Regions from separate parts of the Mus musculus genome. Here regions 1, 2, 4, 5 and 6 are each linked to region 3. The links are chromatin contacts, called in public HiChIP or PLAC-seq, Micro-C and promoter capture Hi-C maps. All regions are on one chromosome and are shown on one strand. The core of a region is the stretch at or near the end of the contact, and the rest is flanking DNA. Distances in the headings are between cores, read along the strand shown.

Region 1 (4,690 bases), core at 1,290-3,789, 460 kb before region 3:
CAAGGTCACACTGAGTCCAGTATCCACCTCTTAGGCAAAAAAGGGTGGCCTCTTGCCCACCAGGGCACCAGGTGGGAGTGGGGGAGGGCACTACTCGGATACCTGGGGCTCTTCCTCCGTGTCCCAGCACGTTCTGTCTTTTCCATCTCAAAACCCAGGAATCTGAAGCATATGTGGAGGCCGTTGTCAGAGAGACAGCTCTAAGAGGCTAGACGTCTGGTAGTTCTGTGAATGTACAGTTCTGAACTTGCTGAGGACACAAACACTCCTTGATCAGCTTCTTAATTCTTGTGTTTGGCACCAAACAATAACCGCTACCCAGGGACCAGGGCAGAGAGCCACACTTACCCTTGGAGGACCCCGTGGCTAAGAGCATCCTAAGGGTCCCGGCTTTGCAGGTCCACTCCTGGACCATGAGAAAAGAGCATCATGCGCTGTGCCTGTTGATCCAGGGAGTCGCTACTCACAAGCTTATCCCTGCTCTCACTGCCTGCACGAAACAACCACCTGAACAGCCAACCGCAAACCGGAACTAATTACACCTCGACCTCTGGCAAGCCCCAGCCCTTGTGCGGGACAATTTAGAGAGTCAATAAATTCTTCTGAGCTTGGGTTTTCCATTGCATGCCTTACTGCTGTGAATGCGGCTCCTTGCCTACTGAAGGGTCTAGTTGGTCCCTCTCCAATGGCAACTTCAGGCTTTATAAACAATGGTCTTTGAACAAACTGAAGCCCCCCACCCCCCAATCTTGTAGACAATGCGTACAAATAACGTCATAGGGCCAGAGAGACGGCTGGACGGGTAAATGCACTTGCAGAGAAAACCTGAAGGCTTGAATTCAAACGTCGAAAGGTGGAAAAAGACAACCAGCTCCCAAGTGTTGTCCAACTTCCCTCTCCCCAACACACACAGACACACACACACACTGACACAGTCACAGAGATCGTTCTGTCTCTGCACCCACCACCACTCCCCCTGCAAGAATAAAAGGTATGGGCAAATACGTTTTACATACATACATACATACATACATACATACATACATACATACATACGTTTGTTTGTGTTGGGGTCCCTAGGAGATACTCTGGCCCCCATCTGTGAGCTGTGTGGCTGCCAGCGCTGGGGAACGAGCTGTAGTGCCTGGTGCCGAGCCTTACCCTAGCCTGTGTTTTGTGCTTCTTACTGAAAGTTCTGCCTTAGGAATCCTTCTAGGGTCTCTTAAACTTCTGTTTTGTGCGTATCTGTCTGCTACTGTTGTCTAGTGTGGAAAGTATTTGCAGAGTTTCCAAGGGGTTTGTTGTTATTTATACTTTCTCCGCCCCCGCATCCCAGCAAAAATCCACAGAACACTGTGATAAAAAGACAAATAGTAACAGGTGTGGGTAGGAATGTTGAAATCTATATGCTGTTAGTTTAAAAAAAAAAAAGATGGAAGTGATACAGCCTCTTTAGAAAACATTCACAGTTCCTTCAAATGCTAAACATGGTGCTACCAAATCTCTATAATTCAACTTCTCTGTATCTACCCCAGATCAATGAAACTGCACCCCCATAAACGTGTGTACACACATATCCTCTGTAATGTTGCTTTGAAGATAAAAGCATAAAATCTCACAGTGTGAACAACGCAGACGCTACCAACTGATGAATGAATGTGGTACACTCGGGCAATCAGATCTTTCATTCAGCATTAAAAAAGAATGGGATAGAGACTCCTGTGATGTGAATGAACTCAGAACCACTGTAATAACTGAAAGAAGCCAATCATAAAACTTCATATTGCCTGATCTTATGAGATACCCAGAAGAGACAGATTTGTCACAAAGACAGCACAGGTCAGTGGTTGCCCGGGATCGAGAGGAGGTGGGTTAGGACGAGGGGACGGTTATTAATGTACATGATTTTTTTTCTTTTGTGGCTAATTAAAATGTTCAAAGAGGAGACTACAACGATGGTTGTGCAACTCTTTTTATGTACTAAAGTCTATTGAATTATACACTTTAGTCATTCGTGCATGCATTGTTTATTTATTTTGGCTTGTAAGACCAGGTCTCTTGTAGCCCAGGCTGGTCTTGAACCACAGTTTAGGATAACCTTGAACTCCCGATCCTTAGCCACTTGTGTGCTAAGAGAATTGAGAATTGAGTCTACAGAGTGAGTTTCTGGACATCCTGAGCTACACAGAGGGAGAAAGAGGGAGGGGGGAGGGAAAGGGAACGGGATGGGAGGTGGAGGAGAAGGAGAAAAGAAAAGAAGGAGCGGTGAGAATTTCTAGAAGCTCCAACACACACACACACACACACACACACACACACACACACACACACACACACACGACAAAAACTTTGAACCTTTCCAGCAGCTCCAGAAAACACACATACCAAAGAAAAACTTTGAACCTAACCTGCCCGCCTTCTTGTGCTCTTACTGCAGCCCCCCACTAGGAGGCAGGACCTCTGCAGGGCGGGCACGCGAGGATAGCTGGGAATCGTAGTTTCTGCACCCGTGGATGGGCAGGCGCGAGGATCATTGTGCGCAGTCGCACTCGTGGCTCTGCGCCCGCCGCTGTGGCCATTGTCCGACCCTGTTGTTGCAGAGCAGTACTGCCGGGAACAAGAAACTGCAGCGGGCGCTAGAGGGGCGGACCTGAGGTCGCGGATTCCGAAGCCCCGGAGGCAGATTCCGAGTGCAGTGGGTAGGAGGCTGTCCTCCGGGCCTCGCCGACCATCCTGCGGACGGACTGGGCGTGGCCGGAGGAACTGTCCCGAAGCTGTGGGGCCTTTCATTTGGCCTTGGGAAGAGCAGCAGGAGAAGGCGGGGCTCCTCCCCACGTTTCGGCCGAAGTGGCTGCAGAGCTGAAGGGGTGGGGCCTCGGGGTAGCCCGGTGAGTGGATCCTGTCCTCTCTCCTCAGCCCTGGACCATAGCCAGCACACACTGAGGCAGGAATGGCCCCGAGACCTCCGACGGCCAAGCCCCAGGTGAGCCGAGCCTTCCCCCACCGCCCGGAGCATCCCACCCTGAGAGGCCCCCGGAGTCTGTATGGAACAGTTATTGGTATAGGTATAGAGAGTCTTAGTTTGGATCGCTTTGAGTCTCCTCCTCTGGAGAAAACCCCTCCCAAAGTGCCCAGCCCTGGGCAGAGCAGGATTTCTGAAAGGATGGAGTTAAAGAGGAGACTAGGGAAGTGCGATCTTGTGAGAGGAAGTGTTCTGGGGGTGTCAGCACTGAGACTTTATTGCAGTGTGCACTTCTTAGAACTCTTCAGTGAGGAATGGAGGATAGAGGGACAAAATAGAAAAGCCCCCTGCTTCCCATCCAAAGGCCATAAAGAGATAGTAGGGGGGCAGAAGAGACCTATTAGAATAAGAGGCCGGTGAAGGTTGGGCGCTGAGTCGGAGACCACCATTACAGCCAAACCTGGTCAGACAAGCTCCAGCTTTTCTTGCCCCCCCCCCCGCCCCACTCGTTTTATTTTCCTTTCTTTCTTTCCCCATTAACAAATGTATAATAGTGCGCACCCTCCATAGCCCCGGCTTCAGGTTAATTAGTAAGAGACAGATTTATCAACCCACTTTTTAGTTGTAGCAAAAGGGGCATTTTCTGGACATAAGCTCTGAGGCTGTCCGTTTTACTTTGATGAGAACATAATCTGAACTCTCTTTGGAGTTGAAGGTAAGAACTAGGACTATAGCTCAGTGGTAGATCACTTGCCTAGTATGTGTGAGGTCCTAGGTTCAATTCCCAGCACCTCCTGGAAAATGATAAGGATGGGCTGGAGAGATGGCGCTCCAGTTAAGAGCACACACTGTAAGCTTTTACACGCTGCTCTTGCAGAATTAGTTTCGTTCCTAGTACTCACGGCAGGAAGTACACATCCACCTTGTAATACAGGTTAAAGGGGACCTGATGGCTCTGGCTTCTTGGATACCTGCTCTCACAGGAACAAAATTGTTAGAAACGGGGGAAAAAAATCTCAGCTCAAGGCATTGAGGAAGAAAGGATCGCACAGAGTTGAAAGAAGCCTAGCAGGGCTCTGAACTCTTGTAAAAATGGTCCAACTGAACCAAAACTGAGCTAAAAACCACAGTTTGCCAGGGTGACTTCCGTCTTTTCTCCCTCACAGAGGTGGTGACTGAAACTCATCCCGTTAATTGAAGCTTGATCCTATAATCTGACACGATTGGCTAATTGTTGCAAAGGGGAAGGCTTGGGGAATATAATATGGGCCTTTATAAGGCTATTTTCGTGAGGGGAAAAAGGGTTTGCACAATACCCACAGAGAGACCCATAATATAACAAAATACTTTTAACAGTAAGCTACAAGTTGTAGTTGCTACAGGTATCATATAATCAAGTTCAATCTAGATAAAAATACTAACAGTATCTTTTAAGGTCAGTTTATAGAGTCCAAAAATGTAGCACAGTCAGTTGCTATGTATATCATATAATCAAGTTCAATCTAGTTAAAAATACTAACAGTGTCTTTTAAGGTCAGTTTATAGGGTCCAAAAATGTAGGGCAGTCAGTAGAGTCGCTGCCTAGAGTGCAGGGAACCCTGGGTTTACATCCCTTCATGAACTGCACACAGCCTGGGGAGAACTAGAGAAGTCACCCTTGGGAAAGAACATTGATCGAGGTCTAGAACAGTGGCTAGGAGTATTTTCTGTAGAGCTGAGGGAAGGCCA
Region 2 (4,472 bases), core at 310-2,809, 270 kb before region 3:
GACATGGCAGGCCATAGGCAGACAGGGAAACTAATCTAATATTTGTCTATTTTATTTTTGATCCTAAAATTATGTACCAGGGACAGAATTCTCAGGTGCAGGTGGCTATGCCATGACTATGGTATTAAACGTCTCAATCTCTGGAACAGGAGAGCTTGAGTTCTGGACTTTCCTCCTTTAACACGTTGACTTGCTACACGATATCAAGTTGTAGGTAAATAACAGATTTGAGTAACATCTCTTCCAGCTCAGATGGGAGAGGGCTGGAGAGATGGCTCAGCGGTTGAGAGCATTGACTGCCTTTCGAAAGGACCGGGTTCAAATCCCAGCACCCCCATGGCATTTCACAACTGGCTGTAATTCTAGTTCCAAGGGACCTGACATCCTCACACCAATACACATAAACAAAATAAATTATTAAAAAATAAAACCCAACAGAACAACTGATGAGGAGGGCTGGAGAGATGGCTCAGTGGTTGAGAGCACTGGCTGCTTCCAAAGGACCCAGGTTCAAATCCCAGCAACCACATGGTAGTTACAGCTGTCTGTAATTCCAGTTCCAGGAGATCTGATACCCTCACATAGACATACACGGAGGGAGAACAATGTAAGTAAAAGATTTAAAATAAAAAGCAACAACAACAAAACAAAACAAAACAAAAAACCTGATGGATGTGGGATGCATAGGATGCTGCTACTTGGGGGTCCCAAGGTCAAAGCCAGTCTGGGTTACCTAGTCCTGAGAACTGAAGTTAAGAGAACAGATTTTAGCCGGGCAGTAAGGTAGTGGGTACCTGTAGCTCCATCCCAGAAGTGAGAAGGCTGAGTTTGAACAATGATGAGTTTAAAGCCATGCTGGGCTACATAGCAAGGCTATGTCTCAAAAGGGAGCCGGTCAGGTGTTAGAAAATTAGATTAGCCTGGTCTGGTACCCCACTTGTGCAATCCCAGCATTCGGGAGACTGAAACAGGAGGATGGCTAAGACTAAGACAATTCCAGGCCCACCTGAGTTGGAAAACAAACAAACAAAAAAGCTACCAAACAAAATAAAACCGTCGGAGAAATAGCTCAGTCAGTAAAGGCCAATGGCGGCAATGCAATCCCAAGACCCTCTTGGTGGAAGAAGAGAATTGACTCTTGAAGGCTGTCGTCTTATCTCCACAATCGGTCTGTGGCACGTGCGTTTGCGAGCACAGGATCGCGCTCTCGCCCGCGCACGCACCCCTCCCCCCATGTTAAAATGTCATTTAAAATCCCTAAGCAAACAAACTCATCCAACCAAAGAAAATAAAAACATAAGAAACAAAACGGAAACCTAGATGATGAATAAAGTCCTTTGTAACTCCATGTCTCCGTGGGTCAGAGCACAGCTAGGCTAGGATTCGAACGACCGTGGAATAGGAAGCTGGGAAGTCTTCTAAGGCCGGCCCCATGCCACCAACTACAGACAGGGGTGGAGGAAGTTGAGGGCCCTGCAGTTCCTTGGCTGCCACCTGCAGGTGCGTCCCCAGCCAATCAGCGGCGCCGGGGGCGGTGCCTGCGGGCTCACCTGGCGGCCGCAGCCTCTGCGCTGCTCACTGGTGTGGGAGCCGCGGCGCACTACTGAGTTCCCAAGAACTTCTGCTAGACTCCTGCCCGGCCTAACCCGGCCCTGCCCGACCGCACCCGAGCTCAGTGTTTGCTCGGCGTCTGCCGGGTCCGCCATGGGAGCCCGGTGCCGCAGCTTTTCCGCGCTCCTGCTCCTGCTGCAGGTATGTGGAGGGTCCTGACTCGTGCCCCATGATCCGCTTCGCTGTGTTTTTCTGCCGGCTGTGGTCCCGCTTCCCTTCTTCCAAGAAAGTTGGGATCCGGAGGGCCAGATCGCCCTGGGCGCTGCGCGGTGCGGGGCTGAGTGCGGTGGAGTGGGAGGGAGGTCCAGGCGGGCGCGGAGTGGTCGCCTCTGGCGCAGGTTCCCAGGTGGGGGCGCGCCACGCTGCCGGCTCCCGGGTCCCCGGGTTGAGCAGGGTCCCTGTTTGAGACAGAGGAGGCGTGGAGCAGGATGGGGGCCTGCCTGTAGAAGGTGGGGTGCTGAAGTAGCGCGGACGATCCGAGATAAGGGAAGGGATTTTAGTATTATAAAAGCACCTGTCCTGTTAGGGAGGGACCGTAGATTGGGGTACCCGAGAGGAGTCTGCGGGTGTGCGTTGAGACCGTTCGCGGTCGAAGGAAAGTGGTGTCCGGAAGAGTCAAGGCGTCTCCAGTGAGATGCAAATGGAGCTAGGAGAGGAAGGTGGACTAGGTTGCCAGGTGGTGGCCCCAGATGTCCCCTCCCCCAAAGGCTTTTGGAGCTTGGCGGCTGGTTTCGGGATGAGCGGATAGCGTCCCTGTGTGCCCTGAGGGGGGTCCTCCCCACTAATCCCGGCGCCCGAGGCGAGGGAAGGGTTACCCTTGGTTTCGGTGTGGGCTGCTGGGAACCCCCTCAAGTCACCAGTTTGCTTACTTTACCTCCATCCCAGGTCTCCTCATGGCTTTGCCAGGAGCTGGAGCCTGAGTCCTGCAGTCCCGGCTTCAGTTCCGAGGTCTACACCTTCCCGGTGCCGGAGAGGCACCTGGAGAGAGGCCATGTCCTGGGCAGAGGTAAGGGAAACTGATGGTGTTACTCGGCCGAGTGGGGTCGGGTAGTGAAGGCGCCAAGAAATCGTGCTACCATGCTGGTAGGGTGGAATGGACAAAACTCTTCCTTGGAATTTACGGCAGATTTGGGAGTCTTATTTATCGATTGTGGTTGATCAAGGTAGATATGTCTGGCTCTGCTATTTATACGGGGCAGAAATGGGCCAAGGGTATTTAGAGGTCATCGGTATTCCTCCAACTGATTACTGGAGCCGGTCTATCATTTCAGACCGCCAAACCTGCTGGGTAGAGCCAGTTGGACTGTAGTTCCATTTAATGATGAGCAATTGGAGGCTCATAGAGTGACTTCACAGGGTCAGCAGGGCAGGCATTTGAACCGGGATTTGACTCCCACTATTTAGGTATAGTCACTGAGGAACCGGTTCATAATGACTTGTGGTTTTTGTTCATAAGGATAAAAATACTCGATACAGGTGCTGCTTTCCCAAGGAATAGGTTTTTTTTGTTTTGTTTTTTTGTTTTTTTGTTTTTTGTTTTCTTTAAGAAAAAAAAAGAAAAGGTAGCTCTGACTCATACATTCAAACACTCAATATATATTGAGGTCTTATTGTGATAATCTAGAATTTTCTTTGTATAACTGTAGGGAATGGCTGGGAGCAAGGCAAGAGGACCAGGTTTTTGTTAATGTTGTTTCTTTTTTAACTATTTTCCCTAGTTTCTAGGTGCTTCTTTTGCACCAAAATGACCTCCCCCCTCATGATTTTAGTTGATCCCCAAAGTATGATAAACAAAAAGCAATAATTTTAAAAGGAGAAGTCACACACAATCCCTTTCTGGGAATAGATTCACCGAGGTTCTTCTTCCAGTCGTAAGCCACCTGAAAAATCTACAGCACTCATGATGGTGTCTAAAAGTTTGCTGTGAGCTTTGGAAGTTGGGTCCAGGTTTGGTGGTGCACCTTACAGAGAAATAGCGGCCCGACTGGTTGGTCTTAACTTGCTTTTCTGAGATCTGACTGGTTTTGTGGAGCTTTCTTTGGGTCCAGAAAGGCTGCAGCCCTGTGGTCCTGAGGTTGGAATGGTCAGGGATCCTTCAGCCAGTCTCCACGTGACTCTTGCCCAAGGACGAATCTGAGCCTCTGGTAGGTTGCTGAGAGCAGGGAGCATCCGGCCTGCCTTCAGTGGCACGTTGGGATGGGCTAGCGAGGCATGAGTGTTCTAGGATGTTTCCAAGGACCGCAGTGAGTGTCTGAGAATAAATAAGTAGACGTCGTGTCACTCAGGGTTGAGCTTGGTGGGCTTGGAGACAGGAATGCTTATATATTAGGGATCAGTGCAAGTCCTGGTGGCTTGCTGATGCGTATGTGTGCCTGAGTTACGACAGTCTTTGGTAGCAGTGCTAAGGATGAAACCTTCAGCCTGTTGTTACATGTTAGCCAGGCACCTAACCACCAGTGTGTTGGTTGGGTCGATTTGTTTGTTTATGAGACAGGATGTCCCTGTGTGACATGGGCTGGTCAGAAATTCACAGTTTGATTTTCCTGCTTCAGACTCCAGTGCTGGGATTCCAGGGTCACCTTGACGCTGACCCAGCTTTAATTTACACCTCTACGTGCTAGTGTCTGGTCACTCACACCACTGCATATCAGTGACAAGATCACTTAAAAACTGATAGTACCACCTGCTCACTCACGCCCCTTAAGGCGAGTGAGTCATTTACCTAAGGTAAAAATGAGAACTTCTGGAGGGTGGACACCATTCCAGTCCTCAAGGAAATCAGGAGCCTGAAGCATCTACGACTGGTCCTCCTCTTTTTGGTTTTCTTTTCTCTCAAAAAGAGAGGGGATGAAAACAAAACA
Region 3 (4,694 bases), core at 1,464-3,963:
CAAACAGGGACCCTCAAACTGGATGCTAATTATTGCAAATCCTCCCTGGCACAGGCAGCCTTTACAAAAAAAAATGGTAAAGACAGTTTGTATTTTCCTGATCATACCAGGTCCTGGTCCTGCACATCAGAATGGAGCAAAGTCCATTGGTATAGGCAAGTGCTGACTGTCCTAGCTGGGCCCACTGTTTCTGGGGAAGGTCTTAATTGACTGGCAATGATGTGCTGAACCAGCCCCACTCTAGAGCCAGCAGAGTGGTAAGAAGCCTAGCGGGTCACAGTTGGAGCCTCAGAAACTGACACACACAAGCTGGCCCTGGAACAGTGGCAGGAGAGGGAATGTGCACCCAGAGAAGCCATTCTGGGGACAGAACTGGACCTTTTCAAGATTGCTGCCCCATTCCTTGAGCCTCTAAACAGATCGATTCACAAGCAGCCAATTGGCAGACAATGACTGATGCATTTTGCCTGACCTATGGGATGTTTGTGTCCAACATCTGAATTAGCTGCTAACACTTAAAAATGAAGAGATTTCACGTGCAAGACTAAATTTTTTTGGTTTCTCCAAGTGGCTAGGCTAGGCCCTCCCATCACAGGGGGGCGAACTTCTGTATGGGGTATCTCCTCTCCATGGGGCCAGTGCACCTAATTTTGCCTCAGCCCAGCTTGTTTTCCTTGATCTAAAATGTTGCATATTACAACTCTGGGAGAGAGGAGGGAAGATCAAAAGGATCCCTAAGACCCTGGCTTCTCCAGACTTGAATGCCTCTGGGCGTGGCATGGGTGGCCCCGGCCTCCTAGGATCTGTAATAACAGATTTATCTAAACACCAATTAGAAACTGCTTGTAACTGAACAGCTGGATTGGCCGGATGAAGCCATCTCAGGCTGAAGTGACTGTGGCTTGTCATGTACTCTCTCGAGGACTCTGCAAATCTTGGAACAGTCCTTCCTCTACCTCATTTCTACCATGGAGACATTGAGGTTTATACTGTCACAGCCCGTAGTAAAACAAGCTGACAGACTCCTGAGCAACCCTCTTTACCCAGACACTACTTCTCTGAGTATCTATTGCAGGCTATAGCAGGGCCCCTCTGACCATTGGTAGCTCAGCACACATGACAACATGGGTCAATACCAGCCGTTATTTCTATATCTTATCTATTTATCGTGGATGTGTATATCATTGTGTAGAGGTCAGAAGAGGACTTGAGCTAGTTGGCCTTCTCCTTCCAACATGTCCCAGAGACTGGAACTCAGGTTTGGTCCAAAGTGTCATCACTCAAAGAGCCATCTCAACAGCCTTTAAGAGCACACTCTTTGGAGCTGGGGCTAGAACTTTGACAAAGCATGCACAGAGCTCAGGATTCAGTCCCCATCAGTGAATAAACTGGGTGTGGTGGCCCTCATCCTTCTCTTCGGAGTTAAAGAGGATAAGAAGTTCAGGTTTATCTATCCTTGGCTATATGGGAAGTTCAAAGGCCTATCCCGGGCTACAGACTCTGTCTCAACAAAACAAACTCACTCACTGCCCAGCCCTTTAGCCCATGCAGTGGTGTTTCTCCTGAATGAAGCAGGGTGAAAGGTTTTGATTTTGTCTGTCAGGGTGGGAGTGGGCGGAGCAGGGGCCCAGGGTGGCTGTGTTGTGGATTCTGTGGCTAAGTGACCTATGGGCATGTCTGAGAGGGATGGCTTCCTGACTGGAGCAGCTCACATGCCTATTAAATTGTTTCCGCCTGCGAAGTTATCTCTGACGGTTGGAGGACCCATAAATTCATTTTTAAAACTAGTCTTTAATTACAATTTCTCTTCAGGTTTTTCTGAGATGTAAAACCTCGAGATCTCCAGCTGGTTCTAGAGTTTCTACCTCTAACAAACACTCTTCTCCCCTGGACTCCCTCTCGGCTTCACCTCACCGGAGGAGTCTACACCAACTTCCAGGGACCACGGAACTGCCAGCGAGGATGTCGGATGGGGACCTAAGAGGTCGGGACGTGGGAAAGAAAGGTGGGGAGGAAGAGCCGTTTGGGCTTTAAGACCGGAACCTCCTGGATTCCTGCTAGACCAATCTGCAGCTTTTGCAAACAGCCTTAAAGTCATCAGCGCCCCGCTGCGGAATTCAAAGCTCAGCTTGTCATAATAGTTAACACCTTCTTTGACCAGCCTCCTTTTATTTGACAATTTTTCTTTTCTGTCCCTCTCTGTTGCCACCGGGAAGGTTTTTAGGGAGTCCCCTCACATAGCGAGCCGCCCCTTGGCGTTCAGAAGATTTTCTGGGGTAGCCCGTTTGCAGGGTGAGTAGGTTTCCAGGTTTCGGGAGCGGGGCGTGGGGGCGGGGATGGACATGAACGATTTTGTAGGTCCCCACTGGTCATCCGGAAAGTTAACGATGCTTCAGGTACTAGGCTAGGGACAATGACAGCCTTTCCAAGGCTGCTGGCCCGGAGGTCGGCGTGGAGCAGCTGAGCCTTGGGCTGCACTGGGGGTCCCTAGTTTTCTAGAGGCAGAGGTTGCGACTCTCGATTCGGAGGGGCTAGGTCCACGACAGACCCCGAGTCTGGCGAGCGCCAGCCGGTGGCCGGGCACCGGGCGCTCCCGCGGGCTCCGGGAGCCCTCCCACTCTTGCCAACTTTCCCTGCCCTGGTGCCGGAGGAGGGCGCCTTTCCCAGTGGGTCGCGCGCGATACTTAAGGCGGCTCTGCTGGGCAAGGCGGTCGTCAGTCGGAGCCCCAGCGGCACCGTGGAGGCAGTGCGCGGCGGCGGGAGCCGGAGGAGGAGCATGGAGCCGCCGCGGGCCTGCTGAGCACCGGAACGCCGGCAGCCGGCGGCACGGTGAGCGCACCCAAGGGGCCGGAGCCTCTTACCGCGACCTGGGGACCCTGGGGCTCCGGCCGCTCAATGCTTCCCGGCGGCAGTCGCTTGCACCATGTTCCCTACCCCCTCCTCCCTTTCTTCCGACATCCTGGGCTCCCGCAGCCTCTCCTCCCTTCCTCCCTTGCGGCTCTTGTTTTGTGAATGAATTGGGGGTGGAGGGAGGCTGTGCGGGGAGCGAGGCTAGAGTGCCCCTCCCCCCAACTCACGCCCGCAGGGGGTTCACACCTGCGGGGACACCGAGATCTCCAGCGATCTGGTCCCTACAGCACAGGTTTGTGAGATGAGTTCCTCCTCCTTGCCGGTTCAGAGAGGTCCAAGGGTGCCTAGGAGAGATTGGAGGAGCTCCAGCCGCTAGTGCAAGTTTCTGTACTGCCGTGCGTGAGCCCGGCTGCAGGGCGCACCTGTCAGTGGGAGAGTTGCTGTTAATCTTGCAGCCCTCAAAGTTCTACTGCTGGGTAGGGAGGTGTGCGTCCTTGCCTGGAGGTTTTTATTTCTTTTCATTGTCCTATGGGACATGGATCCCGTAAAGCGCCCCCACCCTCGTGCCCTTGAATCTAAGTGCGCCTTAGCTAGCCTGGGCGAGCTTTCTTGGATCTCTTTTGAGAGGATGGAGGAAGCGGCCCAGGATATAAGATCACATTCTGGTTAACCGGCTTGGGGAAATACAGTGTCCTCTCTGGGCAGAGGACCTCAACAAGAGCCCGTGCCAGAGCCTGACTGTACATAGAATATCCAGCTGCAGAACCTTCCTGGGTCTTCTGTAGGGAGATGGGTACCTCTTAATTCCTGAGGGGGAGGGGGTCTGGCCCCCGGATGGAGGGGGCTGGCAACTGCAGGGATGCTGCCTTTGTTTGCAGGCACTCCTTTGCCAAGGTACCTGGGGCCCTGAGAAGATGAGTAGGGTCTGGGCTGGCAGTTGTTCCTTGGCTTTTCCGTTCCTTCCCAGCAGAGTCGTGGGAAACCTGCACGTGGGTGTGGCTGTGTGGCTTTAGCCAGCGGGGTGAAGCTCAAGCCGGGTGAGGAGCGTGGCGAGAGCTTCCTTAGCTGCCTTGGACCTGACCGGACAGCCTCTGGAACTGCACCGAGGCGGGGCGCCAGGACGCAGGTTGCTGGGCCAGCCACAGCACCTCCCGTCCCTTCCCAGAACGAGGCGGGCAGTAGGGCCCGCAGCGTCCCCTATGTATCAGCTCTAGCTGGAGACTAGGCAGGGGACGTATGCCTGGGGCTCCCTGAGCTGGGTGTGTGCAAGGAGGGCTGGGAGTCCTACAGAGGAAGCATGCGGCGGCTCCCGGGGCTGGTAGGGCAGGCCGCCCAGAGGACATGCTTCCCGGAGAGGCCAAGCTGCCAAGAGTTCTTTCCAATCTACACTGCTGGAAGAATGCTTTTGCGGATTTAAGCAGTGACTGTTCCGCACCCATCCTATGTGATGGATATCTCTGGCAGCAGAGTCTATTCCTATTGGGATGGTGCCTGGATTCAGGGAGACCAGGATTGAAGCAGGTTTCCGAAGTGAGGGGTCATTGTCTAAAACAAGGATTCTCCAATCTGGACAGGTAGCTAAAGAGACAGGAATGGAGGGCAGCCGCTCCTTCCCACACTGCTTCCTAACGCTCCCACCTGGGAAAGCCCTTAGGGGCTAATGTGCATCCATTGTCAGGGAAATTACCTGAGATCTGAGAAGCAAGGAACCATTAGCATCCCTCTTGGGGACATGGACAGTAAGTCTTTGGGCAAGGTCAGGAAGCCAGGAGGCAGTGGAGCGTGTCCAAACCTTGGTCTCCGATGTCAAGTCCTGGGCTCCTCTCATTAATGCACAGTTGTTC
Region 4 (4,511 bases), core at 219-2,718, 360 kb before region 3:
GGAACCTGTGCATGGGGTGGCAAGTCTTAGTACTAGGTACAAGGTCTTAGTACTAGGAAGGTAGAGGCAGGAGAATCGGAAGTTCAAGGCCATCCCAGGTGCATAGTTTCAGGCCAGCCTGAGACACATTACACTTTTTTTAAAAAGTCATCATTGTTAAGCTGGTCATTGTGGGTCATTGTCTTTTATTCCAGCAGTTAGGAGCCAGAGACAGAAGGTTTGAATGAATTCAAGGCCAGCCTGAGACTACAATGTGAGAGTCTGCCTCAAAACAAAAGAAAAAAAAAAAAAAACCACACAAACAAGCAAACACAAAAAACGGACAAAGGAGATGGTTTAGCAGGTAAAGCACACTGGAGAAATGGCTCAGAGGTTAAGAACACTGGCTGCTCTTGCAGAGGTCCTGAGTTCAATTCCCAGCAACCACATGGTGGCTCACAACCATCTGTAATGGGATCTGATGCCCTCTTCTGGTGTGTCTGAAGACAGCGACAGTGTACTCACATAAAATAAATAAATACATAAATAAGTGTTAAAAAAAAAAGTTTGGGCCCAGCAGGTAATGCACAATCCTAACGACCTGAGTTCAATCCCAGAATCCATTTAAAGGAGGAAGGCGAGAACCAACTCCACAAAGTCGTCCTCTGACCTTCACATGTGTGCGATGGGCCATTCATACATGACAATAATAAATAACGCAAAAATCTCCATTGTTTGCATTTAACATAAAATTAAGGAAACAATTATATTTGGAGAAAGAAAACATTTATATTGGGGGTGCCAGAAATAATGGGGCTGATAACAAATAGCTTGTGCCCTACCTCAAGCCCTTTGAAGTTACTATGGCTTCCAAACTCTGGGACTTTCTGTACTAGCTGCCTTCCATTTGTCCAGCTGCAAACGGAAGTTACTATTCTCTCACACGTGTATCAGATCGCGTAGCGCGGTCCTTTGAGACCTCGATGCCACTTTTAAAACCCGGGAGCGCTCCCCCGCCCCCGCCCCTGCCCCTCCCCGGCCTAGTGTGGGAGGTAGAGAAAGTGGCAGAGGGCAGACCCCTCTGTAGCGGGTGTAAAGACACGCCCTGCCTTCATCAAAGCTTTGAACACAGCGCCTCCGGTAGCATGAATGGGGAGCCTCTGTTTTTTTGTCGGGTTTCAGATGCGTCTCCACTTTTTTTCCGTTGTAGCTGCCAGCAATGGAATATTTGTCTTCCCGTGCTGCAGAGGCTGAGGTGGAGTGGATTGGGGGGTTTTGTTTTGTTAGATTATTTTCCATCGAAGCCAGAGACTGCGAGAGCCACGGGGTACCTTTCAGAAGTAGTTCCAGAAGAGCAGGGAGGCCGGTGGAGGGCACCAGGGAGGACCTTTAGGGCTTCGAGAGTGCCTTCGGCAGGCTGGCCTCGACCCCACCTGCGAGGGGGCGGGACCTTGTGACGTTGGACCAATCAGCAGCTACCTGAGCGCACCTGGCCTCCTCCCGCGGGCTCCAGCGAGCCGCGGTGCTCAAAGCTGCACCCGGAGCTTAGCAGAGCGCGCCCCACCGTCGCGGCAGCCTTCTCACCTCCCTTCAGTTATGGAGCTTCTTAGTGGGCCTCACGCCTTCCTGCTCCTCCTGCTCCAGGTACCACAGTGCTTTGCCATGGTCCTGACCCGGATTGTTCCCTGGAGGGCGGGTGGGGTTCTCACGCTGCGGGCGTCGGGGGAATCTTAGGGCTGTGCTCCTTGGGGCCAAGGTTGTCCCGGAGGGCCCCCCCCCCAGGACTCCCAAGAATGGGTGTACAGAACCAGGCATGCCTGTGACTCAGCCTCCTCTTTAACCCTTCTACCCTCACACTCAGGTTTGCTGGCTACGCAGCGTGGTCTCCGAGCCCTACCGAGCGGGCTTCATCGGGGAGGCTGGAGTGACCTTGGAGGTGGAAGGAACTGACCTGGAGCCGAGCCAAGTTCTGGGGAAAGGTAAGACCCCTCCCGGAGCCAGCCTGGATGGAGCCACAGTGCGGAAGACCACACGTGCTTCGCTTTACTGTGGCGCATCGGAAGGTTGTCTAGAGCAGAGCTGGGACGTCTTGGAGCCACCCCACATCCTCGGGAGGCGTAGAAAGTGGCTCCCGGGCTGGGCTGGGCGCGAGAAGGCTGAGCAACGGTGCGCCTACTAACGTCCAGCTCTTCTGTGCCTCGCTGCTACTGTTGTTGCTTATCTTGACCTCTCGGTGCCTCGCGGCTGAGCCCCTCACCCAGCCCCGACGTGGAAAACTCTCCCGCCCCGCCACAGTAGAGGAATGCGCAGTGCACATTCCTCCCGCAACCCCCGCGCAGGTGTGGAGATGAACCGTGCCCTGAGCAGCCCCCTTCGCCCCTTCTCTGGCCCCCTTTGTGAACCGTGCTTTGTGTCTCCGACAGACAGACCCGGTCTGTTTCTCTTCTCCAGGCTGCCCTCCCCGCCCCCCTTCTTCCCGGGCAGCTGGAATGCACTCTTAACCCTGCCATTCCCGGAGGGCCTGCGCCCCTGCAGCCTGCCTGCGAATGGCCTGGCACACCTGGGCGGAGGGCATCACGCACCGGGAACACTAGGTCCCTCACTCCAAGCGTCTTGGTACTAGGATGTTAATTACTTGAGTCGCGGGGGAAGGGGGGAAGGCAGTCTGTGTCCCAAGCCGACCAGTGAGTGAGCGAGCGAGCGATCAAAGCACATTTTGATCTTTCTGTTGCGATTTTCTCCACTCAAGTTCAAAAACTTAAAAGTGGAGGGTCATTTCGGTACTGAGAACCACCAGTGTGTCATGAGACTCGGGCATCTATCAGCTGGTTAGCGGGCTCTTTGACTACAGAGGACAGTGGGATTTTTCTCGGGAGTTTAAACCCAAGTTGTTAAACTCGGATCCTTAAGTAAAGTTCCAGAGAACGTGGGAAGGGAATCTCTAGTTTCTGCTGACTTCCAAAAAGCATCTGCCACCTAGCATTTTCTAGTGCTTCTCACTCCAGGTCCACACGTCCACAGCTTGAATATGGGGGTGTCCACGCTGAGAAGCAGAATGACTTTCCTTTGTTTCTCCAAAAGAAAAGTGAGACCCTTGTGTCTGTAGAACGCCTTTTTTAAAAAAAAAATTTTTTTTTTCCTCAAATAACTCTGCAGATTGACAAAACAATTAACACCCAGGCTAGGCTAGGTTCCTTAAAGGCTTGGCTGTAGGGAGCCGGAGCCTAGGCAGTAAGAGGCCATGCCTCATAAACTTTAAATTCTTGCACATGGGTTTATTACTGGCGGGCTAACAAACTGCAACTGAGCCAACCTGTAAAAATGTTAACTTGGCCAGGGCCCCAAATCCAATTCTGGCTCCCTGAGGAAGCTCTATGGCTGACCAGATCTCTGCCAAATCCACCTCCCCCCACCCCACGCCCCCACCCCAGCCCTCACCCCCACCTCCACATCCTCTGCTGTATTCAGAGAGCAGGTATAGCTTTGAGTTGTGTCTTATCTTCCTTACTGAAGCAAAAAGTATCAGATTAGCCGCCACTTTCCTTGGCTTGAGGTTGCTGATCAGGGTTTTGATTACATGGTTGAGTTGGCCTGAGCTTCCTGGTGACATCACCAATTTTAAAACTTTTTTTTTTCCTGAGGAAATTCTGCTTTCTCTGATGTCTGGTTTATGATTGTGAAAATGGTAGGCTTGTACCAAGAATGTACCTGGTTAATAAAACAGAGTAGACTAATGTGCTTGGCACATCGTGATTTTCCCGACAAACACTACTGACTCTCGGGACAGACTTCCCTGGAAATGGGAAATCACTTTGGTCTTGAGTGAAAGCAAGTTTCCGGCCCACTTAGTGCTAGTAAGTTGAGACTTTGCAAACTAGATGGTGTGCTTATAGTCCCAGCTGCTTCAGAGACGAGACAGGATCTCTTGGTCCCAGGAATTTAGCCCAACATAGAGACTATAGCAAAATCCTAGCTCCTTTTTAAAAAATTACTTAGTTTGCTGTGGTGGTGATGCACACCTTTAATCCCATCAGAAGTCATAGGCAGATGCTCTCCCAGGCCAGCCAGGGCAACATAGTGAGACCCTTTATCAAAAAACCAAAACGAACCAAAAACACCCAATAAGAATATTTATTATTTGTGGCCAGAGTGCATTCAGAAGTCTATTTTTCTTCCCTCTGTGGCTTCCTGATATTGAACTCAAGTTTTCAGGCTTGCTCAGCAAACACTTTCATCCACTAGCCCAAGTGTGTATGAGACAGAGAGGAGACAGAGAGAGAGAGAGAGAGAGAGAGAGAGAATGTGTTTGCATGTATGTATGTGCACCACGTGTGCCTGCAGAGGCAGAAAAGTTCTCTGGTACTGAAGGTATAGAGATTGAGAGCCTCCTGATATGAGTGCTGGAAACTGAACCCAGGTCCTCTGCAAGAGCAACTAGTACTCTTAACCACTGAGCCAGCCCAAGCGACAGTCTCTTAAAAATATCTAAGTGCTGCTGTGGCTTTAGCTCGGGGGCAGAATAAGGCCTTGGG
Region 5 (4,682 bases), core at 1,744-4,243, 280 kb before region 3:
CGGTTGCTAAAATACCGTGTGGAATGTTTTCCTATTGGTTAGTAAGCAGTGCCTTCCCTGGTCCAGCAAGGCTTCTTCATTTTTCTGCCAACCAAAAGAGGGAGTGGGAGGGGGGAGCCAGACACAGCAGGTGGCTTGGAACCCTACCCCACTACCCCACTACCCCACTACCCCACTAACCCAGTACTAATTCCTGATTCATTAGTGGCCAGGAGCCCAGCTCTGCTAGTTGTTAAATGTTGGCAATATCATCTTGCTTATTGCTCTTCTTCTTTTCTTTTCTTTTCTTTACTTTTTTTTTTTTTTTTTTGACAGGGTTTCTCTGTTCTGGAACTCACTCTCTTTGTAGACCAGGCTGCCTCCCAAGTGCTGGGATTTGGAATTAATTAGAGGTACCCCAACTGGCTTCTTTCCTTTTTTTTTTTTTTTTTTTTTTTTTTTTTTGGTTTTTTGAGACAGGGTTTCTCTGTATAGCCCTAGCTGTCCTGGAACTCACTTTGGAAACCAGGCTGGCCTCGAACTCAGAAATCCGCCTGCCTCTGCCTCCCAAGTGCTGGGACTAAAGGCGTGTGCCACCACCGCCCGGCTCTTCTTTCCTTTTTAAATATAAAGGCACATTTTAAATCCCAGCACTAAGGAGGCAGAAATAGGTGGATCTCTGAGAGTTCGAGGCTAACTTGGTCTACATAACAAGTTCCAGGCAGTCAGGGCTATATATTGAGACCCTATCTCAAACAAAACCAAAACAACAAAACCAAAAAGGTGTGTGTGTGTGTGTGTGTGTGTGTGTGTGTGTGTGTTGTGTTTGCCATGTGAGAGCAGGCACCTGTTGAGGCCAGAAGAGGATGTCTGATCCCTTAGATCTGGAGTCTCAGATGGTTTGAGCTGACTCGTGTAGGTGCTGGGAACTGAACTTTTGCTCTTAGTATGTGCAGGCGGCACTCTTAGTCACTGAGCCATCTCAACAGTCGCTCGCCCTGGATTCTAAGTCCCTAGTTTCCTTGTCTGTTAGCTCTAGCAGACCAAAGCTCCTCACAGACAGAAACGGCCCTTCCTTGTTAGCTCTGTGCTTCCTGCAGACTGGTGGCTCAGTGAATGTTTACTGACAGACGGACGGGCTGACTGAACAAATGATCTCATTGAACAATACGGGCCTCTTCCCCTTGAGTCTGGACCCTGGAACTTTCCCAGACTGCCTTGGACACCTTGTTCTTTGCCCTTATTTTATGGCTCTGGTTTCTTAACCCTGACAGGAAGTTTCTGCCACCTGCTTTAGTCTGCCTCCAACCGGGCCAGCTCCACCTTGCCTCCTATAAAATGTGGAAAAACTAAATCCCAGCCCTTCTACCAACACAGGCTTAAGTGGCACTCATGTGTACACGCACACTCAAGTGCAGAAGGTCACTCAATGCTTACTGAGTCTGAGATGACTGACTTACGGAGGTTTATATGGGGTTGTCCAAGTTTTAGCATGTAAAGTCCTTTGTCTTGGGAACCCTTCATCTCTGGCAAATGGAGACAGTTGGTCACCCTAGCACTAAGGGTCATTCTATGTAGATAATGTTATTGCCCTTTTTTCTGTTGCTGGTATTTAGCACAGTGCCTGGTCCACTATATCTTACCCCAGTTTGCCTACTACTGGCCATGGATAATCTTACCACCTCTCAGTTTCCCTAAGAGGAAAGAGGAACCGCTGCTTCCCATGCAGACTTCCCTAATACGAGTAGAACAGTTTGCAACCCGGTGCCTGCCTTGGCCTCTCAAGTGCCTGGCTTGCAATTTTTAATCATCATGCATTATTCAGAACATTTATATTTTGTTCTGTAACTGTAACTATTCCTCCAGTGCTTAGTCTGGAGATTGAGCTGAAAATTGAAAATCAATGGACAGGACCCATAAATTTCACTCAGTTGAGAACTAACTCCAAGGCTCCTATGGGAAGAAATGGCAACCAGAATACTATATAGCCTCCAATGCCAAGAAGTCCAAAATTATCTGCTTGGCAGTGCCACCCATAATCCTAGCTACTGGGAAGACTGAAGCAGGAGGATCACCAATTGGGCTATGGAGCAAGGTCAAAGCCGTATTGAAAATTTAATGAGACTCTATTTCAAAATAATAAGAGAACAAAGCTGCCAGGTTGGTGGTGGTGTATGCTTTTAATCCCAGCACTTGGGCGGCTGAGATGGGTGGACCTCTGAGTTCAAGGCCAGCCTGGTCTACAGAGCAAGTTCCAGCACAGCCAGGGCTACACAGAGAGACCCTGTCTCAACTCCCCTGCCCCCCACCCCCAACCAAAAAAAAAAAAAAAAGGCTGGGAGCTCCAGGGGTGATGCTCAGCTGGCAGAGCTCTTCTGAAGCAAGGACAAAGTCTTGCGGTCCATCCCATAGACAGAATATCCAGGGTACTTGTGGTAGCTCCCCAGAATTAGGGAGTTGGGAATAAAAGAATGAGAAGTTCAGGATCATCCCCCGAGTGCCAGATCAGCCTGGAGTATGAGACCTTAACATGGAAACATGATGGTTCTTTGGAAAGTTGGTTGGATAGTTTTGCTGGGGCAAACATTCGAGTTTGAAGGAACATTTCATTAAAGTGGACCCAGGTGTGAAAGGCTAAGGCGGACTGAAGCAGACACAGGAGAGAGGATGTTCTGCTAAAGCAAGCATGTGAAAGGGCACGTGATGAAGGACTTTTCTTTTTTTTTTTTTTTTTTTTTTTTTTGCTAACATGTATTGGTCTGCCTCCCATTGCATGCTTTGAGCTGCATTTGTTGGGACACCAGAGAGAAATGCACCAAAAAGCTTCTGAGGGTGTGCTGCAGTTTGTTGCTGCTTCCAAGGACTTGGGCTGATTGGATGCGCATGCTGAGGCAAGACCCGTCTGAGGCAAGATATGTGGAGGACACGTGATGTTTGAAGGAGTCAAGGGATAGTAACAGAGGCTGCGCTTGGCTTGCTTATAGAGCTAGCTGTGCAACGCTTATGGGTGTGGCGGCTTTGCTGATGTTCGTTTCCCTGAGAGAGGCATAGCTGAGAACTTCTCCTGGCATTCCTCCTAATCCCTCCGGCTGACTGGAGCCCAGGCTGAAGCCTGGCTGGCTCTGCTAGGTCTTGTCACCACTGTTACTAATCCAACTCTACTGAACTGGACTGCTGGTGTATCCATGAAATGCTTGTGAGTGAGTAGAGCTTCGGCTGCCTGGTAACCTGTGACCTGAACTGATTTCCAGAGAACCTTCCTAAACAGGTCTACTCTCCCCTGACCCCTGTATCCTTTCTTTTTCATTACCTCTGGTGGCTGGTGAGCTAAAAGGGAGGTTAAAGCATCATTAAAAATAGGATTTAAAGAATTAAAGTTACAAGACCTTATCTCAAAAAAAAAAAAAAAAAAAACAAACCAACAACAACAACAACAACAACAACAACAAAAAACTAAAGCAAAACCAGAAAGAGCAGGCATGGCCTGTTGTGGTGGCACATGCCAGTAGGATCTGCTGAAAGAGCAGGCATGGTGACACACACTGTTAATCCTAGCACTCTGGAGGCAGAAACAGGAGATCTCTGTGAGCCAGCCTGGTCTACATAGAGAGGCTTTCTCAAAAACAAACAATCTAACTAATAAATAAGTAGATTAATCAACTCAATTAAATGGGCTCAAACTTTCTAGGGTTAGAAGAAAACTGGGAACTTCTTCTAGGCTTGTTTGTTATCTTAGAGGGGAAACAGAGTTACTGAAGGAAAACCATTTTGCTTTCAGATCACACCAGCCAGTTCCCTACAATATGTTCTGGCTAGCTCCTGGGAATTGAAAAAAAAAAAAAAAGTGAGACACAAAGTTTCTTTCCTCCCTTGACGTTTTTTGAGGGAGGGTTTCATTGTGTAGTTCATGCTGGCTTGGAACTCCCTATGTTGGCCAGGCTGGTCTCCAATTTATAATCCTCCTGCCCCAGCCTCCTTAGGGCTGGAATTACAAGTGTGCATTATCATGCTGGCTTCAAAGTTCCTTATAGTAAGGAAAATTTACACACACACACATCCATGTACCCTGTGCGTGTGCGCATGTACACACACACCCACACACCACACATCACTTCTAGATATAGAATAATATATAGTCTAAGAAAACAATGTTTTAATTTAAAAAATAAAAGCAATTTGGGCACGTTAGCAAACATCTGTAATCCTACTATTTAGGAGATCGAGGCAGGAAAATCAGAAGTTCAGGGCTAGCCTCATCTACATGGTGAGTTTTAGACCAGCCTAGGCTACCTGGAATTCTAAATCAAACAAAGCAAAAGCAGAGTTGTTTGTCTCTAGACACTCCCCCAACACACACACACACACACACACACACACACACACACACACACACACACACACACACACAGTGAATTTCCAGCCCTTCCCTTGGTATCTGTGATTCTATCTAGCCAGGGTGAAACTGACTGTCAAGGAGCTATTTTCATTGGCTGGCAAACTTCAAGAGGGCTTGCCCTTTGGGAGGGGCTTTCTCTCTCCCCTAGGCTGGGTCTGATATTGGCCTGATTCCTCCACACACACACACCCCACTCTGAGAAGGGAGGCAGTCTCTCTCTCTCTCTCTCTTTTTTTTTTTTTTGTTTGTTTGTTTGTTTGCATGGAGGTGACACAGGTTGCTGCAGAGCTTTTGGCCTTAACAGCCG
Region 6 (4,554 bases), core at 1,538-4,037, 310 kb before region 3:
ATTCTCCCAAACCACAGCTGGGGCTGGCCTTTGCAGCCTGGCTTGGCAGGGTGGGGCCACAGGAAGGGAGGGCACATGCCACAGGGCCACTGGCTGTGGCATACCTTACATGGAAGTCTGCCTGCGAAGACAGCTCCGCCTGCACAGAACACATGCTCGGTAAATACTTGTTGAGTCAGTGGATGAAAAAGCTCTCTTGATGATGGGGATGGTGTCTGAACGGACGCTGCTTGATGAGCCACGACCCTTACCAAAGAGCTGCTTATGGTCTGGTCTCTCAACGAGCTTTTTATGTCTTCCTTTTAAAAAGGAATTGAGAGCCAGAGCGACGGCTCAGTGGTTAAGAGCACGTATTGCTCTTGCAAGAGGCCCCAAATTCAATTCCCAGCATGGTGACTCACAAGCATAACTCCAGTTCCAAGGGATTCAAAGCTCTCTTCTGACTTACATGGGCACCCGGTGTGCACACAGTGCACAAACATACATGCTGGCAAAACATCTGTACACGTACAATAATAAAATGAGTAAGTTTAGAACAAAGTCAAGAAAAGGAAATGGAGAGAGTTAGGAGAAGTGCTGGGCTGGGTGTGGTGGCACACCAGGGTGCGTACCTGTAATCTCAGCATTTAAGAGGAAGGCTGAAAGGAATTGAGAGTTCCAGATCAGCCTGATCTACACAGGTAGATACCTGGAGAGACAGAGTGACAAGGATGGGCCTTTATGTTTTCTTTGAGGACACCTGAGGTGTCCCAGGCTGTTCCAATCTGAACTCTCTATGTAGCTTCACCCGCTGTTCTCCTGTTTCTGCCTCCCAAATGCTAACCTAACAGGAATATACCACCACGCCTAGTTTATGAAGTGTGTAATTGAACGTAATCCTTCATGAGTGGCAAGCAAGCATTCTACCAACCGAGGTATCTCCGTCCGAAGACCTCTTTTTATCCTGAGATTCAAACCTCTGCCAGACACGACAGTAAATGCACTTAATGCTGACATCCAGGGGGCAGAGACAGGCAGAACTCTCTGAGTTCTAGACCAGCCTGGGCTACATAGCCAGTTCCAGGACAGCCAGAACTACATAGAGAGACTCTGTCTCAAAAAAACCCAACCAACCAGCCAAACAAGCAAACAAACAAAGGTTGGTGGTTACTAAAGAACAGCATCCAACTGAGGTGCCTCCTGGACTACACTCCAAGGTAGAACACTTGACCAATATCACAAGGTCACACCTTACCCTGCCAGAAGTTACAGCTGGAGCCAAAGTGCAGGCACACGGGACAAAAATATCCTTCAGATGTTATTCAGGTCCTGCATGAAGGCAGGGCTGCCCACGTGACCGTGGTTCTCTATTTCTTTTTTTTTTTTTTTTCTTTTTTGGTTTTTTGAGACAGGGTTTCTCTGTGTAGCCCTGGCTGTCCTGGAATTCACTCTGTAGACCAGGCTGGCCTTGAAGTCAGATATCCACCTGCCTCTGCCTTCCAAGTGCTGGGATTAAAGGCACCATTATTCATATATATATATATATATATATATATATATATATATATTTTTTTTTTTTTTTTGGTTTTTCAAGATATATCTATTTCTTATGTCAGTCCTTCCAGCCTCTTCTGAGGCCCCTTTGCGTGTAGTGGGCATTATTCCAGGGTCTTTATATTCATTTACATAATAACTACTTTTTAAAAAAATTTCATGTATGTGGGTACACTGTCGCTGTCTTCAGATGCACCAGAAGAGGGCATTAGATCCCATTACAGATGGTTTCGAGCCACCATGTGGTTGCTGGGAATTGAACTCAGGACCTCTGCAAGAACCGTCAGTGCTCTTAACCTCTGAGCCATCTCTCGAGCCCACATAATATCTACTTATTGACCAAATTGTTCTATGCCAGGTACCATTGTTGGTGATGAAAAAAATGAAATTCAGCAAGCAGCTAAAAATCCAAACTGACATGTCAGGGACTCTGTTTTTTTTTTTTTAAAGATTGATTGATTGATTGATTGATTGATTATATGTAAGTACACTGTAGCTGTCTTCAGACACTCCAGAAGAGGGCGTCAGATCTCTTTACGGATGGTTTTGAGCCACCATGTGGTTGCTGGGATTTGAACTCCAGACCTTTGGAAGAGCAGTCAGTGTTCTTACCCGCTGAGCCATCTCACCAGCCCGGACTCTGGTTTTAAAATGTGTAGAGTCTTGGTGCAGTGGCATAGACCTCTAATCCTGGTGCTTGGGTGGTGGAAGGAGGAGGATCAAGTGTTCGAGGCCAGCCTTGCCTATATACTATAGAGAGTATGTGGCTAGCCTGGGCTGCATGAGAAACTGTCTCATAAAAGCTAAATGTGTGGGGCTTACTAAGGAGAAGAGAGAGCTGAGGTAGGGCCAAGAGGAAAGAAACTGGAGTGAGGACTCAGTTCTCGTAGTCAGAGAAGGCATAGCTGAGAAGTGTCTGAGCACAGACTTAGGGAGTGAGCTCACAAGTGTGTGTCTCACTGAGAGGAACAGAAAGTGAAAGCTATATGCAGAAGGGGCTGGCAGGGCTCAGTAGGCAGGCCAGAATGTCTGGAGCAGAAGAGCTGGAGTGGAAGCAAGTGAAGAAAGGGATGGGATGGAGGGCGCCCAATGGCTGGGCATCTTTCCCTGGGTCTGGGCTCAGTGCTGAGTGAAGGGCCAGGCCCAGCCCTGGAAACCCTGGGAAAAGTCCTGACTCAGCTCGCCTCTGGAGCCAGCAAAACCTGATTCTTTCACTGAACCATCCACAGTCACCAACAGGGAGGCCAGGGCCTGCCTGGGCCTGTGTCAGCTGCAAACCTGGCAGACTGGAGCCGCAAGATTCTTTTCTCAGGGCCCCAGGGCAGACTGGGAGCCAGTCAGAAAGTAGAGCCCTGGTTAGCAGTACAGACCTTGTAGTGGCAGGTGTGTGTGTGTGTGTCTTACAGCCTGACTTCTCCCAAATAGCCCAAGGGAGCCCTATGGGATGGTATTTGAGGAACACTCAGTATCAGGGCCTATTCTGACACAAAGCTAAGGTAAGAGGTGCCTGCTGTTATTATTGCTGTTATCTTTTCTTAGGCCCTCTCCAATCCATGGTGGGCCAGGAGCCCTGATCATTCCTTAAATGTCATACTATTCTCAGCCCCCAGCAAGCTGCAGGATGGAGTGGGAATCTGAAAGGGGATGGGTGGGTCAAGAATGCTGAAACCTGGCCCTGCCATTCCTGTCCCCACGGCCCTCTTAGTAAGCTCTGAGGCTAGGAGAGCGGGCAGGGCAGAAAAGGCCTCCTGAGTTATCCTGACTACCACAGCACTCCTGGAAGACAGTGCTGACTCATAGGACTTACTAGAGGGTCAAGGCTGAAACACCTACCCTCACAAGACACTGTGGTTAAGAGTCCCTCCCTCCAAATCAAACTCACTTCTCTCAGGGCCTCTGCATTTGCCTTTTGCGTGGCAAGACAGCCCCTACCTCCTCAGGCACAGCCCAGTGTCAGCTTCTCAGGATGCCATCTTTGAATAACCATCTCAAGAGCTTTTCTTTTTTTATGTATGTACTTGTTTGTGTGTGTGTACATGTGTCGGCTGGAGATGTGGACCAGAGGTTGATGTTGGGTTTCTTCAATTGTTCACTATCTAATTGTCATCATTATTATTACTGTGTGTGTGCATGTGTGGTTTTTGAGACAACGTTTCTCTATGTAGTCCTGGCTGTCCTGGAACTCACTATGTAGGCTTTGCTGGACTCGAACATAGAGATCCACCTGCACCTGCATCCCGGTGCTGGGATTAAAGGCAAACACCATCATCACATGGCCACTTTTTTTTTTTTCTTTTTTTGGTTTTTCGAGACAGGGTTTCTCTGTATAGCCCTGGCTGTCCTGGAACTCACTTTGTAGACCAGGCTGGCCTCGAACTCAGAAATCCGCCTGCCTCTGCCTCCCAAGTGCTGGGATTAAAGGCGTGCGCCACCACTGCCCAGCCACTTTTTTTTTTTTAACCCCAATTTACCTGAAACTGGCTATATAGACCAGGCTAGCCTTAACTCACAGAGACTGCCTGCCTCTTCTTCCCAAGTGCTGGAATTACATATGTGTGCCAACACATCTGTGTGCTGGTTAGCATTTTGTTTGTTTGTTTTCTAATTTAACATAAGCTAGAGTTGACTGGAAAGAGGAAATGTTAACTGAGGTCTCACCTCCATCAGATTGGCCAGAAGGCAGTTCTGTGTGGCACTTTTTTCTTCTTTTTTCCCCCTCTATTTTATTATTTATGAGTATGAGTGTTTTGCCTGCATGTATGCATGTACGCCATGAAGGTCAGAAGAGTGTGTCAGATCCCCTGGAACTGGTGTTGCAGACAGTTGTAAGCTGCCATGTGGGTGCTAGGAATTGAACCCTGGTCATCTGCAATAGCAACTTACTTTCTTTCTTCCCTTCTTCCTTTCTTTCTCTCTTTCCTTCCTTTGCATCATTTCTTTTTCTTTCTTTTTTTTAAAAGATTTATTTATTTATTTATTTATTTATTTATTTAGTATATGTAAGTACACCGTAGTTGTCTT

Evidence for each region. Promoter capture Hi-C pulls out the DNA fragments that hold promoters and counts their contacts. Hi-C and Micro-C count contacts between places; a contact is called where the count stands out from the background. HiChIP or PLAC-seq counts read pairs in DNA pulled down with a chosen protein or histone mark.
Region 1: an H3K4me3 HiChIP or PLAC-seq map of embryonic stem cells shows a contact between it and region 3, with 3 times the contacts expected there. The contact joins the promoter of Zfp90 here to the promoter of Has3 in region 3. A contact is called at or near these places in 13 of 39 promoter capture datasets (3T3-L1-derived adipocytes, cranial neural crest, embryonic stem cells and 8 more), 6 of 484 Hi-C or Micro-C datasets (the HL-1 cell line and embryonic stem cells), 13 of 115 datasets of contacts at active chromatin or transcription factors (T-cell acute lymphoblastic leukemia, astrocytes, bone marrow-derived macrophages and 5 more) and 2 of 9 other capture datasets (embryonic stem cells and macrophages).
Region 2: a promoter capture Hi-C map of embryonic stem cells shows a contact between it and region 3. The contact joins the promoter of Cdh1 here to the promoter of Has3 in region 3. A contact is called at or near these places in 2 of 39 promoter capture datasets (embryonic stem cells and liver).
Region 4: a promoter capture Hi-C map of the SN4741 cell line shows a contact between it and region 3, with 3 times the contacts expected there. The contact joins the promoter of Cdh3 here to the promoter of Has3 in region 3. A contact is called at or near these places in 3 of 39 promoter capture datasets (the SN4741 cell line, cranial neural crest and stem cell-derived epiblast-like cells), 1 of 484 Hi-C or Micro-C datasets (embryonic stem cells) and 1 of 115 datasets of contacts at active chromatin or transcription factors (embryonic stem cells).
Region 5: a FOXA1 HiChIP or PLAC-seq map of pancreatic cancer cells shows a contact between it and region 3. The contact joins the promoter of 1110028F18Rik here to the promoter of Has3 in region 3. A contact is called at or near these places in 5 of 39 promoter capture datasets (the 3T3-L1 cell line, embryonic stem cells, liver and 2 more) and 1 of 115 datasets of contacts at active chromatin or transcription factors (pancreatic cancer cells).
Region 6: a contact with region 3 is called in a Micro-C map of embryonic stem cells, with 3 times the contacts expected there. The contact joins the enhancer-like site here to the promoter of Has3 in region 3. A contact is called at or near these places in 3 of 39 promoter capture datasets (embryonic stem cells and stem cell-derived epiblast-like cells), 21 of 484 Hi-C or Micro-C datasets (the HL-1 cell line, embryonic fibroblasts, embryonic stem cells and 5 more), 2 of 115 datasets of contacts at active chromatin or transcription factors (embryonic stem cells and pancreatic cancer cells) and 1 of 9 other capture datasets (embryonic stem cells).

What each region holds. Positions count from the first base shown.
Region 1 is chr8:106,412,788-106,417,477 of GRCm38.p6, forward strand. It overlaps Zfp90 (zinc finger protein 90), which reads left to right and starts at 2,540. Exons shown (of 4, transcript NM_011764.4): 1 at 2,540-2,983. The coding sequence starts at 2,951.
Region 2 is chr8:106,601,791-106,606,262 of GRCm38.p6, forward strand. It overlaps Cdh1 (cadherin 1), which reads left to right and starts at 1,560. Exons shown (of 16, transcript NM_009864.3): 1 at 1,560-1,752; 2 at 2,497-2,617. The coding sequence starts at 1,705.
Region 3 is chr8:106,868,123-106,872,816 of GRCm38.p6, forward strand. It overlaps Has3 (hyaluronan synthase 3), which reads left to right and starts at 2,714. Exons shown (of 4, transcript NM_001331048.1): 1 at 2,714-2,829.
Region 4 is chr8:106,509,384-106,513,894 of GRCm38.p6, forward strand. It overlaps Cdh3 (cadherin 3), which reads left to right and starts at 1,469. Exons shown (of 16, transcript NM_001037809.5): 1 at 1,469-1,623; 2 at 1,841-1,958. The coding sequence starts at 1,576.
Region 5 is chr8:106,584,150-106,588,831 of GRCm38.p6, forward strand. 1110028F18Rik (RIKEN cDNA 1110028F18 gene) reads left to right here and starts at 2,994. Exons shown (of 3, transcript NR_045470.1): 1 at 2,994-3,268.
Region 6 is chr8:106,561,269-106,565,822 of GRCm38.p6, forward strand. No RefSeq gene overlaps it. Among named protein-coding and RNA genes, the nearest start is that of 1110028F18Rik, 24 kb to the right of the region's middle. Within about 2 kb of position 2,788, at least 137 of the 459 cell types and tissues checked have an H3K27ac peak or open chromatin away from gene starts, as enhancers often do. A contact at or near this core is called in the HL-1 cell line, embryonic stem cells, epidermal suprabasal cells and 3 more, where this site is marked.